Linked DNA regions of Zea mays: region 2 is linked to region 1. A link is a contact called in public Hi-C data. All regions are on one chromosome and are shown on one strand. Each heading gives the region's core, a stretch centred on a gene start, on an enhancer-like site or on the middle of the called end of the contact. The rest is flanking DNA. Distances are from core to core; before and after follow the strand shown. Region 1 holds the start of LOC100127528 (ZCN19 protein). Region 2 holds the start of LOC100282734.

Region 1 (3,983 bases), core at 1,069-3,568:
TTTGGATTTGGTGGGGGGTATACCGAGACCCGAGAGCGAGGCGTACCCCTTCCGAAAGAGCCGCCCTCCCTCTCCGGCTCCTGCTCCGGCGACGGCGACCCCTGCTGCTGCAAGTCCCATCCGTCACGCGACGAATGGGATGCTCCCACGTGAACGGGCATGGTCGCTTTGCTTCGCTTGTTCTGCGGCGGTCAAGATTATCATGCCAGCGACAGAGTTGCCCCCCGTCGATTCGCCCGAATCTGACGATCCACTTCCTCCTCCACATGAGCCACCGGGCTCCGTGCCTTGCCCCTGGATCTCTCTTTCTCCGAAAGGCAGAAGCAGAGACTGCTTCCATCTTAAAATCACATCCATTTGTTTGGTTGCCTATATTTGATGGTGGGATGCAATGAGCTGGTGTTTGGTTATTGTCAACCAGACTCTACAACTACGAGGTGTATGTTTACCTGCGTGCAGATGTGGAGTCAGAGTCGCACGATATTTAAAACACCCTGGACCAGGCTCTATAGGTACGAGCAAATTGATCGCATCTCTAAAGTCAGGTTTCCACTCGCCTGGCTCATGCAGCCAGGCTACGGGAAGAAGCCAACCAAACAGGCCTAGGAACAGCTTTTCCCCGTAAGCCAGATTTCTCGTGGCAAAGGAAAAAAAAGAGAGGCAGGAACAGCTCTGGAGCGATATGTGTTAGATAGGAAGATTTACACGGATATGATATCAATAGACATACCAAAATAGTATAAGGACAAAAAAACACAATTATACACCATCATCGTTATCTAAGCAGCGGCGCTATATATTATAATCCTGGGAGGATGAACAAGACTCGATTCTGAGTTCTAGATGTCGGCAGGCGCCGAAATAAGCCACACAGCTGTACCACTAATCTGCTTCCCAAGCATCTATCCTAGTAAAAGCGAAGAAAGAAATCGTTATGCTGGGACAGGACAATATGAACAAGTGTCAAGAAAATCTCCCACCGCCTCTCTCTCTCTCTCTGTTTTTTTTTAATCGTTGAAGTCAAGAAAAAATATTCCCACGAAATAATGTTTCGCTTGAGGAACTTCTTCCATGTCTTGCCTTCCACCACCAATGAGAAAGGCAATCTTCGTTACAGTAACACTAGAGTAGAACTATGATCAGGAGTTCCTGAGGGCGCTGATTTGGTGATTAGGGATCCATGTGATGAATCCTCTTGTTATTCAATTTTAAATAGTAAGGGCTAGCTTAGGAACCCGTTTTCTCATGGAATTTTTATTTTTCAAAGGAAATTAGTTTATTTTCCCTTGGGAAAATGTAGTTCTCAAACTAGCCATAAAGGAATTTCTTCCCCATGGATCCCATTGTGATCTCTGGTCTGCGTTTGGCTGCGGAACAACCAGGACAGAGATGTCCTTTGGTGTCCTCTCTTGTCCCTGCAATTTTGATGGATAATTAGAGACAACACTGGGATAGTTTTATCCCAACCATTGACTCTAAACCAAACAACCTTAATTAAATAATCGTCTCACCCCGTCTCATTCTGTCATTGTAACCAAACACACCCTAAATCAGTCCTAAAGTTGGAAGTGAAAACCTGCTGCGAGGAGGTTAAACAGATGGTCAGTAGCCTCTTCCCGGGCATGCAGAAGAATGGTTACCAACCAAGTACTAGCTAGCGAATTCAGGCTCAACTTTCTCCACTCACCTAGTAGAACTTTTATTGATGGAAGAGTGACGAGGGAATGTTCCTGCTGCAAGGAAAGGAAAGGAAAGGAGATGAGGTGTCAATCTGATAGACAAGTCAAAAAGGCAGCCCACTTTTCAGGAGGGGAGCATATCATGTCCAGGAGGGGTTACAGTTACAGATATAGGGAATCACAGTCATCAGATTTTATTCATCGATGATGATGTGTCATGTGTGTGTGTATGGAATTGCCATGGACATCACTCCTGTTTTTTTCTTCTTCTTTCCGTTAAGGCCCAGATAGTGGGCTGGCCCGGACAGGCCTACGTATGTCCAGTCCAGTCCAGCAGTGTTGACGACCAGCACAAATACGTGCATCTTAAAGTCTGAGATTCCCAAGGGCATCTGGAGCACACGCCTCCCTGAATGCCTTTCAGCACTTGAGGTTGCAAGTATAAATAGGACACGTACCTGCTGCACCAATCAGTGCACTCAACAAGTTCACAGTTGACGCCAAATCAGCTAGCTTCTTTGCTCTCTCTCTCTCTCTCTCTCTCTCTCTCTCTCTCTCTCTCTCTCTCTCTCTCTCTCTAGAGCTTACTAGGCCTGTAGGAAGACTCCTCAAGGCAACCTTTTTTTTTTGGCTCACGACCCTCAAACTTAGCATTCTTGACTAACCTAACCATGTCAAGGGATCCACTAGTGGTAGGACACGTGGTGGGTGACATTTTGGACCCGTTTACTAAAGCAGCCTCGCTTAAGGTTCTGTACAACAACAAGGAACTGACCAATGGGTCTGAGCTCAAGCCATCGCAGGTAGCAAATGAACCGAGGGTTGAAATAATTGGTGGGCGCGACATGAGCAACCTTTACACTCTGGTAAGTCCATAGCTAGCTCATTACTACATTGAGTAGTATTCTTTCTTCTTCTTTTTTGGTTTGGCTTTTCAACCTGCTTTGGTTTTAAAAAAAAATTAAAAGTCAACTAAAGGCGTTGGCTTCCACTTAAAGCCACAACTAAAAGCAGCTTTTGGTACTTAGGCCCATTTGTTTCAGATTATAATCTCTCTAGATTACATAATCCAGCGCAAATAATCTAGTAGGTAAACAAACACCTAGATTATGGGTTCAGATTATATAATCTAAACCCCAGATTATGATAATCTCATAATCTCCTCAAGAGTAGCTTATTTGAGATTATTTTGGCAAAATACCCACTACCTATGGTTATGTAAATAGAAATTACAATATATGTCATCCTTCTTTTCTCACCTCAAATAAACAAATAAGGGTATTGTTGTCTTTGTGAATAATCTACATTTAAATAATCTAAACTACCAAACAACTACATATAGATTATAATATATTTAGATTATAATCTAAATTATATAATTTAGATTATAATCCAGATTATATAATCTATAAGCCGAAACAAACAGGCCCTTACTAAAATAAATTACAGCATCATCCCCTGCTTTTCACTGGCTGTGGAGTTCGCTGGTTATAAAGATAACTAGCACAAAATTCACAATAGCCCCCCCACCCCCCTCTGTTTTCACTAGCTATAAAGTTGGCAAAGTCTACGAAATTATCCACTTGCCTCGTTTCCACATAGATGCTCCACCACCTCGACCGTCGCTAGTGGCGGACGCAGGACGAGAACTCATAGGATGTCAAACAAGACCGTAAAAAACTAAACTAGTGTTGCATAAAATTCAAATTTCATATCGTGAAATAAGAAAAACTATATGAAAAAAAAACAAACATATCATTAAGTTCTTGCTGACTGAATCGAAGATGTGCCTACCTTGTCAAATATCGATCACCTTGAAGATGAGGTGTTGGGAAAGGGGCAGGGTCAGGTGACATCTCTGGTAAAAAATCGGGTCGCATCGTCGCGATGAGCGAGATTGGTCTATCGGACGGGCCGACATCGCGACGACGACGAGCAGGACGGGAGCACCGAAAAGGGGTCAGGGTCAGGCGGTGTCACATGTCAGGAAGAGGGGGGCGACGAGCAACGTCGAGAACGAGACATCTGGATGGACTAGCTCGAGCGGTGTCAGGAAGAATGGGGCCAGGCGGATAGATACAAGGACTAGGCCGAGGAGGAGGACAAAAGTTAGAAGGATTTCAGAGTTGAACCAATCTGACGAGGAGGCCCAGGATAAAGCTGTTTAGGCCACCCAGAACTTTTCTCATACTTAACAATAAATAAATATTAGATATAAAGGATTAATAAAAAATGAGGGGGGCATGGACTACTTTGCCCCCCTTTGGGTCCGCCCTTGCCGGCCACGGGCGAGTGCGGGTCCGA
Region 2 (3,983 bases), core at 999-3,498, 320 kb after region 1:
TTTAGCTTTGAGAGCCAGATACTAGGCCGAGTGAGATGGCAAAAATACTTAAGCACACCAGTGAACATTACCCACAATAGAAAGGCTCATCACTAAAGATAGACCAATCTATTATTATTCATTTCTGATAATGAAATGGAAGATCGAATGAGCTCAACCACAAATTAGTTTTCTTACTCATAATATCACTAAATGACGACAGAATAACTTGTTAAACTTGCTGCAAGTGTACCCTGCCCCCAATGCATAATAAATTCTAGAAAAATAGGCATATATTTCTCCTAAATTCCAAGTGTCAAACTAATGTTTAGTTTAAAACTTGAATCAACTTAAACTGAAGAATGATGCATATGATTGTCCACATAGCTACTGCCATCACCAGAATAAATTAATTAACTGAAGAAAAGGAGTGACCTGTGTTACCTTTTGGCGTGCTCTTCTAATACTTTGTTTAAAATCCTCCGCTGATTTAGTAACAACCTTGCACAGTGCCTATACTCAGGCACCAAAAAATACGTTAGTTGTTTCCATACAATAAATTAGCGTTAATTCAGCAAATTTTACCTGTATGTTCTCCTTTGTCAACCTAGCATGCATAATAAAACAAAATTAGCAGAAGGAAGCAAATTTAAGAGTGTAGTTACAGAGTTATGTAAACTAAGTTATTCCAACTCTCCATAAATATTAAATGGAATGAAGCTCAAGTTTGTACACCATGCAATTAACTCTTTGAACCAGTAATAATATTATAAAAGTCGTTAAGTAAAAAAAATCATTTCGCCCTTGCAAGCTAGTTCCTGAAAAATTATTGTCTAGAAAGTAGATACCACTGCTAAAGGTAAACCATAACAATACATACATACCAGCTATTGAAATACCAGATAAACAATAACAAACAACAACAAAGGAAACACTTACGGAGGGATAGCTGCAATAATCCTATTCCCATCAGGTGTTGGATTAATGCCCAATGGTGATGAGATAATAGCATGCTCGATCGACTTCATGGACTGTAGAGCAACAACTTAAAAATGAGTCGAAGGGACGCTAAAAGCAGAAGCCCAAGTACAATTCAAATTGTTACGCTATTTTAGTCCAAGGCAACAGGTAACAAACACATTAACATGGCATTTGGCGTTTAGGCCTATAACAGAAACTTGTGATGAAAACAACACCAAACATATCTTCTGTGTATCATGTATCAGATTTTCAGGAAATTTGACTTGATCCTCCGGGGAACAAATTATTGATACAAAAACTGTGTCTACTTGACAATGTAATCTACCGGCTTCAGCTAGTAGAATTTAAGGAAAGATATGCTTCTTACAGTAGGATCATAAGGCATCACTGATAGGGTATGTGCGTCCAGGACAGAAACAACGGCAATGCGATTCAATGCAACTTTAACATCTGCATTCTCCACCATGATATGGTCAAGCATGCCTACAGAAAAAAAATGAATTTTTATCATTAGCCGGAGAAACTGCACTGATCAACAAAAGGAAAATAAGAAAATTATAGCAAAGGCAGCAATATAGGCTACCAGGTGTAGCTCTTCCAGTCCGTAGTTTGCTCAGCTCTCGTGACAGTGCGATCACTGCAGCGTCCATTTGTGCGGTGGCAGCTGATTTGACAGTTGGCCCAATGTCAGGAACAGCTTGAACAGTGTCACCTCGATCATCCTCTACACAAGCACAAACACATAAAAAGCGATTGGTCCATCAAAGGCAATGCTTCCATAACCATGACCTAATGAGTACTAGTAACACACAACTCTCCGAGGAGGTCCGGGTGCCATTCCACATTATCTAACTCCACTGAGGTGCGGATGCGGGCGCGCAACTTACTCGATTTCTTCCCCTTCGCGAAGCCTCTTCGGTTCTCGAAGAAGAAGAGCTGCGCCGGAGCCAATTCCCCGGCGCCCGCAAGGGACGCCCCGGCTGGGAGGCGGTGCACAGTGGTGGAAGCGGAGGAGGCGGCCGCGGCGCGGAAGGAGCGGGCGGCGAGGGCCACGCCTCGGCGAAGGAGGAGCGCCATAAGAGAAGTGGTTGGGAGTTGCGCTGAGGCTGGTCTACAGAAGGCTCAGGTGGTCAGGTTTCCTATCAGCTACGCCGGCTAGCGGCAACGACGGCGGCGGCGGCGGCGAGAAGAAACAGCACAAAGAGGGGGGTTTTGCAAACTTGTCCTGTCCGTGGGTCTTTACCCGTTTGCGACCGAAACGAGAATGGACACTTTGTGATCGCGATCTCTCGCAATGGGCTTTAGCAGCCCAAACTTTTAAGCTTTTGTTTTTTTAATGCTCGGTTTTGCTGTTCAATAGGGGAGCCGGCGTGTGGTGCGCTGGTGTAGAGATGGCAATGGGTACCCGCTACCCGAAACCCGGTGGGTTTTTGCTCTATTAGGATATGGGTTTGGGTCAATTTCTCTACCCATGGGTTTGTTAATGGGTTCAAATGGAAACCCAATGGGTACGTGGGCATGGGTTTGTTCTTCCACTACTCATACCCGCAAACCCGTGGGTTTTTAAAACCCGCCTTAAAATCAACATTTCTTATAAATATGTCTCATAATATTATTAATTGAATATGTTCTAATTGAAATAAACTTCATGTAACAAATTTTAGGCTAAAATTAGTTATCACTTGTTCCTTTTATGCTAGCTTATTAATGTATTGATTGTCATTTACATGATGAATTATTTTTTATGTTGATGTTAGTGGGTATGGGAAACCCGTTGGGTACCCGAAACCCGCCTGGGTATGGGTTTGGGCAAAATTTTATACCCGTCATGGGTATGGGTTTTTTGGCGGGCGTATTTTTTCTTCGCGGGTATGGGTTTGGGCAAGTAATACCCAGCGGGTTTTTACCCATTGCCATCTCTACGCTGGTGCCTAGCTCGGTGCCGGCGAGCCGTGACCGTGCTTTGGCCGGCTCTATGTTGAACCATACCAAATATCCCGTCGTTTGCACATCTACGTATTTTGGGTATGGATTACCTGGCGTACAAATAAATTAGAATGGAGTAACTACTTGACGTTGCATCACTAGTCCCACAAAAAAAGATGGAATTTCTGAATTTAAGTTATTTTAATTCTTTATATTAACTTTTAAGAAAAAAAAACGGGGAAAACAGATCCGACGAGGTTGCTCTAAGAAATTAAATTAGGGTTTCAAAGTAGACGAAGCGTCACGAAAGCAGGAAATATCACGGTGAACACTGAACGAAGTTGCAATTTGCAAACATGAATAACATGTAGTGCCATCGCCTACTTGATTACCAAATGGATGAGGTGGTTGTGCATCGCCTGTGGCTGTGGCCTGTGGGGAAGCATCGGCATCGGAGACCACGGTTGGCACGGTAGGTAAATCGAAAAATTAAGCAGAAACACTTGTTTGCCAATTGGCTAGGCCTTGCGTGGTGGGCCATATTGACATGGGCCGGTAGGCTTCGCGGTTCGGCCCCAATCGCCCAAACGAGACCTATCGCGCGGCACGCAACCGCGGAGTCTGGAGTCTAGACTGGACTGGAAGACCAAGAGCAGCAGCAACTCCTCCTATATCCTAAGAGCAACTCCAGTAGTTCTCTAAAAGACTTTCTAAATCAATAATTTAGGTAATTAACATGAAAATTATTCTCCAACAGTTCTCTAAATGAACTTTCTAAATTTAACAACTTGTCATCTAACCTCATTTTCTCTCTACATTTGGCAACCATTTAACAACTCCCTAAACAAAAATGTTGACTGCATTATATAGTTTTTGTGACTTATTTTTTATGTGGATAAATACAAAACAAAATTACAACCTATATTTAGAGAACTATTGGAGAACTCACATTTTTTTACTCTAAAAGTTATTTAGCAACTTCTTAAATCTGTGATTTAGAGAGCTAAAATTTACATAACTATTGGAGTTGCTCTAACAAAACGCTGTGGAGCGTGAAAAGCAAAGCAACCCAATCCTAGGTCACGCCGCCCATCCGC

Evidence for each region. Hi-C and Micro-C count contacts between places; a contact is called where the count stands out from the background.
Region 2: a contact with region 1 is called in a Hi-C map of ear, with 2.8 times the contacts expected there. The contact joins the promoter of LOC100282734 here to the promoter of LOC100127528 in region 1. A contact is called at or near these places in 4 of 25 Hi-C or Micro-C datasets (ear, leaf, root tip and 1 more).

Annotation. Positions count from the first base shown.
Region 1 is chr10:129,433,174-129,437,156 of Zm-B73-REFERENCE-NAM-5.0, forward strand. It overlaps LOC100127528 (ZCN19 protein), which reads left to right and starts at 2,319. Exons shown (of 4, transcript NM_001112785.1): 1 at 2,319-2,545. The coding sequence starts at 2,351.
Region 2 is chr10:129,750,224-129,754,206 of Zm-B73-REFERENCE-NAM-5.0, forward strand. LOC100282734 reads right to left here and starts at 2,249. Exons shown (of 8, transcript NM_001155640.2): 1 at 1,848-2,249; 2 at 1,544-1,684; 3 at 1,328-1,443; 4 at 919-1,010; 5 at 565-586; 6 at 424-492. The coding sequence starts at 2,037. LOC100274892 reads left to right here and starts at 3,945. Exons shown (of 1, transcript NM_001149150.1): 1 at 3,945-3,983.